Linked DNA regions of Callithrix jacchus: region 1 is linked to region 2. Evidence: chromatin contacts called from public Hi-C data. All regions are on one chromosome and are shown on one strand. Each heading gives the region's core, a stretch centred on a gene start, on an enhancer-like site or on the middle of the called end of the contact. The rest is flanking DNA. Distances are from core to core; before and after follow the strand shown. Region 1 holds the start of BMPR2 (bone morphogenetic protein receptor type 2). Region 2 overlaps NOP58 (NOP58 ribonucleoprotein).

Region 1 (3,401 bases), core at 636-3,135, 64 kb before region 2:
ACAGCCCAACAGTACTGTAATTCTCCAAAAGCATCTAATATGTGAGTGCCCAGGTTGAAAAGATGGAGATATAATTATTAAAATACTTGGGAACAAAATAATACCACTGATAAGAATAGGAAACCATATAATAAAATGTCAAGAATCTCACAGTTCTGGCTTCCTCAACATTTTTTCTATTCATTCGGTAACATTTCTGAATAATGAAAGTAATATGGATTCCCAGCATGATCTAAATATAAAACTAAGGTTCAATGTGTTCTCTAGTTGATGTTCTTTTTACTAGAAGCCAAAACCGCTTCTTTATAATAAAAAAAAATACATATACAGGTCTGTTTCCTGAGATCTCATAACAGATACTGTTCACTGGTGATTAAAATATTATTTTTAATCCTTGCATTACCTCACAGCTAAAAATGTCAAGATACCACACCCAATATGTCTTTTTTACCCCGTGAAGGGGGGTGGGGTGGGAATATGGTAGCGGGGATAGGAAAGTACACAGGAATATTAAAGGTGATTTCCCTGGAAGTCACGGGGCAGGCGCGCAGGCACCGAGTCGCGGCTCCACTCCACCGCGATCCGGGGGACGCGTCGAGAAGGGTGAGCACAGGCCTCGGCCTCTTCGGGCTCCCTCCCTCGCCACCCGCAGGGGAAGTGGCCGGGACGCGCCGGCTGGGGCTACTCACCCGCCGCAGCGCTGACCAGCAGGATGGTCCATGGTAGCCAGGGCACCCGCCAGGGCCGCTGCAACGAGGAAGTCATCCCTGGGCCAGCCAAGAAGCAGGAGGGCAAAGAAAAGAAATGCGGGAAGTGGATACCGGCGGACAAACAGCCGGGAGGTTCGTCTCCTCTCCCGTGGACTGATCGTGCCCGTATCACAATGCAGTTTGAAAGGACAAATGGCAGATGAGAGGACCTAGCTCAGAGCTTTCATGCCGCTGCAGAAATTCCCTTCATTTCTCTCCCTCGCGGCTGGGGGGGGTTCCTTCGCCTCGGACGGGGTGCTGCAGCCATCCAAAGTGAAGGCATATCCGTGGGGAAAGCAGGGATCCAAGAAGAAATCACCCAAGTTATTTCCCTCGTAGTTTCACGATATCAAAAAAATATCCAGGTCTGGGAGAAAACATATCCAGGGTGCGGAGGACGGAGATAGATCCGGGGCCCGGGGACGAGTTCAGAACTAGTTCCCGACTGCCGGGAAGGGCGAAGCCGGGCGGGCGGCGGCGGCGGCGGCGCCCGGCGGCCCAAGTCGCATCGCCAGAGGCTCCAGGAAGGCAGGATTCCTTAAGTTTCGCTTCGGTGCTTCCCTCACTGTGATTTCGAGAACAAATCCTCTTCCTCGACTGGATCGAAAAAAGTGCCTGCCTCCATGGACAAGCTCACAGTCCCCACGCCTTTGCGGAACAATCGTGCGAGGGTCGGCGAAGCCCTGGCGAGGGCTGAAGGGAGGTGGAGCGGGGGAGGGGAGGGGTCGCGGCCCGTGCCGGAGCTCCCCGAGACGGCGAGCGGAGGGGGTGCGAGCGGTTGCCCCTTCTGGCCCTCCCGGCGGTGCTCCCTTCCCTTCCTAGGTTTTTATCCCGGCTGCCCGATCTTGCCTGAGGTAAATTCCACCAGGAAAGCCTTGTCTTCTGCAGTCAATGGCTCCTGTGAGAGAATCACAACCACCCGAGGAAGCCGCCGCCGCCGCCGCCGCCGCCTCGTTCTCCCGCAGCTCTGGGCTCCGGGCGGAGCTCGGGCGTCGCGGGCCGAGGGCGGGGGGCGGCGGGAGGGCGGAGAAAGGTAGCCGGGGAAGAGGGTGAGCAGCAAGGAAGCGAGACACCCTGCGCCCCTCCGGGAAGCACTTCCAGTGGCTCCGAGCAGACCAGACACAAAGGGGGGAGTCGCCGCAGCTGCCAGTCTGCGGCGCTCCCGGTCACCGGAGTCGCCCCGCCTCCGCCGCCGCCCCCGCCTCCTCCTCAGTCTCCAGCTCTTCCCGGCCCAGTCTGTCTCTGGCCTGTGGTGCAGCGCGGGCGGCGACGGCGGCGCTGGCGGCGCGATGAAGCCCGCACTGAGTCTGCGCGCTCACGGCCCCGCCCGGCCCCGCCCCTCGTCCGGGCTGGCTGAGGGCTCCGAGGCCCTAACTCCTCGGGCCTCTCCCCTGAATGGCCGAGGGCTGGGTGGGGCAGCGGTGGGCAGCGGTGGCCTCTCTCTCTTTCTCTCTCTCTATCTCTATCTCTTTCTCTCTCTGTGTGCCTCTCTCTCTGTCTCTCGCTCTCTCACACACACACACACACACACACACGCCTTCCAAATGTGCATGGCTTGGGATTCGCGTGTGTGTTTAAGAGAGGGTGGCCACATCTTTTTGTCCAGTGTTCGGCAGACTTCCGAGCTCCGGGAATTCTTCCGACAGAGGCGTCTTGGTCTCCCCAGGACTCTCGGAGGAAAGCCTTGAGGGACAGAACTGCCCTCTGTTGTTTCACTGGGCTGGTGCCTCCCTCTCCGCAGCCCAGAGAATCCGGATGGACCCGCCTTTCCCAGAACCGGAGACCTTGGCCTCCTCAGGCTCCCCTCTGACTCAAACAAAAGCCGGAATTGGAAAGACCACCCCTAAATTGATGTGTTTGCTGTAATCGACGTCCTGCTTGCCTCAACCGCCCATTCCCTTAGCCTTAGCTGACAGGAATATTGAATATTTGCAAGGATGCGAAGCCAGAAAACAAACAAAAAGAAGACTTAATTCTGTAAATCGTCCCGCTGCGTGCGCGAGCCTGTCGGTACAGCGCGATGCCCACCTGAGACAGGGCCTGGATTCACTAAGGCTGGGGACCCTGAGGGCTTTTTAGGGCACGTGAAAGGAAAATTGAGCTAGAATTGTGTCACGATAGAGTGGGATCATTTTGCACTCAAGGAATTGAGAAGGTCCCATTGGTACCCCAATTTCCAAGGATTTGTGTAGTGCGTTTTTTCGATCTGGTTTGTACTAGCGACCAGGATAGGGGAGGGGATTCATCCCGCCCTTATACCCCGCTGCGGGGTCAGCCGACGTGGGTGGGATTTTGCCGGCGGAGAGGGGAGAAGGTGACGTACATGGCGCCATGATCGGAAGTCTGGGTTGAATTCTTAGCTGCGAGGTGGAAAATGCGCGTAGGAGGGCGATCGGCGGTCTAGAGGGGTAAAGTCTGGCCTTCCCATCTCCCACCAGACAGTACGGTTATTCTGAAGGCTGGTTTTGCTGGTCTTTCATTGTGGCCAAGGGCACAGATACAGTCATAGATAGACTCCTTAAGTCATGTTCTGCTTGCTTCTTCAAGTCTACTTTTATCTCTTTATCTGAATTTGATGTAAATAAATCTCCACATTCCTTAAACTGGTTTCTGTTATCATACTAAACATCTTCCATAATTAGGGGTTGTAGC
Region 2 (3,684 bases), core at 401-2,900:
GTTTCTCTTTAATAAACTAAATTCAACTTCACAGCTTCTGCCTTCTTAATTTCCATAATTCTCATCTTCTATGGCGATCTCTAACCGCTGCTTCCCTGCATTCCCCCTTCCCCAGTCACTGATTTCAATGGGAACATGCCTTCTTCAGAAGGAGCATTTGAGGTCTGAGGTTCACTTTGTCAACTCTGAGGTCAACAGCTACTGCATCTTTTTCCTTGAGCTCTCCCTGCTCACAAGTACCTGGCCCATACTGGGTGTCCCAAATACTTGCTGGCCAAGAATGCTGTAAGGATCTTGGAAGTTTTCAGAGAGAAATAACTCAGAATTAAAGCAAAATAAATAGCATGTTTCTGCTTTAAAAATTAGGACTTTCTATTATGATCACTTCAAGCTTTCAAGAATAAAAAGGGAGAAAATAGTATGATGAACGTTCACATACCCACCACCACCCATATTTCAACAATTGCTAACATTTTGCTGTATTTGCTTCATCTATTTCTATTTATAATTTCTGCTGAAGCACTGCAAAACAAATTATAGACATCAGGATACTTCCTCCCAACAGCATGCATCTTTAAAAACGAAGGACATTATCCTCATAACCCCAGTAGCCTTATCACATCTAAAAGTAATTATAATTCCCTAAAATCATGTAATATCCAGTTCATATTGGAAATTCTCTAACTGTTCCCAGAATATCTTTTATGTCCTTCATGTTTTGAAATCAGGATACATCAAGGTTCACACATCGCATTCAACTTTTTTTTTGAGATGGATCTTGCTCCGTCGCCCAGGCTGGAATGCAATGGCACAGTTTAGGCTCACTGCAACCTCTGCTTCCCAGGTTCAAGTGATTCTCCCGCTTCAGCCTCCTGAGTAGCTGGGAATACAGGCATGTGCTACCACACGCTGCTAATTTTTGTATTTTTAGTAGACACGGGGTTTCACCATGTTGGCCAGGCTGTCTCAGCCTCCCAAAGTGCTGGGATTATGTATGTAAGCCAGCGTGACCACCCTGCTCCCCTATATTCTTATTCAACTTTAACGTTGCACATTTTGGATCTGATTGCTTCCTATGATAGTTTTCCTGTAAAGTGGAAGGTAGAGCAACCTAAAAGCTGAATTAAATGTGTAAGCTTTTCATTAAAAAAAAAAAATTGCCTTCTGTTCCTAAGAGAAAAGAGCAGGCTAATGTCTTTGGAATACACCAGGTCTCTCTGGGTCTGAGTCTTCATTGTATATAAGTGACCTCCTGGATTCCTTTTAATTCTAAAATCTCCTATTTCCCTGACAAACAGATCAAATGTTTGATAAATGTGATGTCATGCTCCCTGTTGTCTCATTTACAGCCATTAGCTCTCAAGTACTGTGACAGCCTGAGTAATCAAGGGCTGTAGTTGTTATGAGTTTGTTCACCTTTGGTTACTTTTATACAGGATGCATTCATAGCTATACTAATTATAGTTTATCTTCAAACTTTGAAGGCAGCATTTGCTGCTATGACATAGGAGTTGGTATGCAAACGGACGTCTTGACCAGTTGAGTACTAGTGGTCCTCTCAGTACTGTAGGCCAGGAATTTCCAGGCAGCCACTTCCAAAGCTATTGTTTGGTGGCTTGCCAGGACTTGGTGTAAACCAAAGTAGCAAATACCAGCCGTGGGTCCCAGGCTTTGTGAGAAACCTCCAGTGAGCTGCTATTCCAACCTGTCTCCACAGGGGTAGCAAGCACAACTCATTGCTAGATTCAAACTATTCATTTTTTCAAATGACAAGATTCCAGTACTTTCAGGCTACCAAATGTTCCAAGGCTGGATGTGGTGGCTCACACCATACCCTTTGGGTTAGCAGCACAAGGACAGGTGGGAGTGTATAATCCTGAAGATGATTTCAATGTTGTACCGATAAACGAAACCTTTTCATTCATCTTGGTTTGTAAGGGGAAAATTACCCAGGTTTAAAGCCACTTGGTTCAAGTTAATAATTTAAAACATTGTTTGCTGCTGTATGAAAAACTGTGCTAGTGAGCAGGGGACTGGGATAGATGCTAAATAAAAAGATGACTATGAGACAGTTCCTCACATAGGAGTTTTCTCTTAATGCTTTGTTGGAGTGTAAATTACGGCATTCTTTGGGAGGCAAACTGACATTATTTTACACTATATCCCCTTTGACGTAGTAATTCTACATCTAAAAGTTATCCTATGGAAATGCAAATACATGAAAATAATGTACAAAGGCATTCACTGCAGTCTATAAAAAAACAATCTGGAAGTACTCAAAAATACTAAATAGAATACACTTGAATATGAAACCATGGTGAGTCTAGTATAAATAAAAATAATGCTAAATTGATAATTTTCTTTCAACTAGTCATATCAGACTCCTTAAAATTTCAGCCAAAGTGGCCGGGCGTGGCAGCACATGCCTGTAATCCCAGCTACTCAGAGGCTGAGGCAGGAGAATCACCTGAACCCAGAGGCGGAGGTTGTGGTGAGCCGAGATCATCCCATTGCACTCCAGCCTGGGCAACAATAGCAAAACTCCATCTCAAAAAAAGAAAAAAAAATCACTAAGATTTTTCCCTTTTATGTAATACTAAATATACATAGAACACTTGCAGTATCAGCAATTAAATTCGTCCCTTCAAAAGCAAATTATTATAGCCAGCAAACAATGCTAATAATTGTATTTCTTGTACCTAGTCAACCTTGCATTATCTATGTAGGAGTAGTATTTACCTGAGGTCTAGCCTTCCGGGGCTCTTCAATTACCCATAGTGCAACAGCACAACTGAGGCCTGGGATGCTGGTTTTCTAGTGCTTTTCATGTTGCCAAAATGCACAGGCTAGACTTCTTGACCAGCAAGTCAGGTTTTGGTTTGGAGAACCATAAGAGTAAGCAAGGTAATAGACGGAAGTCCTTGCAGTACAGTGGTCCAGATGTCCCCAACCATCAACTGGAATCTCTAACAAATGGAAAGTCTTGGGCCCTACCCTATACCTACTAAATCAGAAACTTACCGTTTAAAAAGTTCTCTGCTTTGGGAGGCCGAGGCGGGTGGATCACTAGATCAAGAGATCCAGACCATCCTGGTCAACATGGTGAAACCACGCCTCTACTAAAAATACAAAAAATTAGCTGGGCATAGTGGCGCGTGCCTGTAATACCAGCTACTCAGAAGGCTGAGGCAGGAGAATTGCCTGAACCCAGGAGGCGGAGGTTGCGGTGAGCCGAGATTGCGCCATTGCACTCCAGCCTGGGTAACAAGAGCGAAACTCCATCTCAAAAAAAAAAAAAAACAAAAAAAGTTCTCCGGGTGTTTCTAATTCCTACTTGTTTTAGGAACCATCATTCTAATTTACCGTTGACCCTTGACACACACAGATTTTATTCTGCCTCTGCCACTCCTGAGATAGCAAGACTAACACCTCTTCTTCTCAGCTTACTCAACATGAAAACAAGTATGAACACCTTTGTATCATCCACTTCCACTTAATGAACAGTATTTTCTCAATTTTTTCTCTAGCTTTTTTTTTTTTTTTGGGAGACAGAGTTTCACTGTTGTTATCCAGGCTGGAGTGCAATGGTGCGATCTTGGCTCACTGCAACCTCCGTCTCCTGGGTTCAGGCAATTCTCCTGCCTCAGCCTCCTGAGTAGCTGAGATTACAGGTACGCGCCACCA

Evidence for each region. A called contact is a pair of places that touch in the nucleus more often than the background predicts.
Region 1: a contact with region 2 is called in a Hi-C map of skeletal muscle, with 3 times the contacts expected there. The contact joins the promoter of BMPR2 here to the enhancer-like site in region 2. A contact is called at or near these places in 2 of 3 Hi-C or Micro-C datasets (both in skeletal muscle).

What each region holds. Positions count from the first base shown.
Region 1 is chr6:123,540,227-123,543,627 of calJac240_pri, reverse strand. It overlaps BMPR2 (bone morphogenetic protein receptor type 2), which reads right to left and starts at 1,885. Exons shown (of 13, transcript XM_035305333.3): 1 at 690-1,885. The coding sequence starts at 765.
Region 2 is chr6:123,475,602-123,479,285 of calJac240_pri, reverse strand. All of the region lies in intron 12 of NOP58 (NOP58 ribonucleoprotein), which reads right to left. Among named protein-coding and RNA genes, the nearest start is that of NOP58, 42 kb to the right of the region's middle. Within about 2 kb of position 1,650, at least 1 of the 16 cell types and tissues checked has an H3K27ac peak or open chromatin away from gene starts, as enhancers often do. A contact at or near this core is called in skeletal muscle, where this site is marked.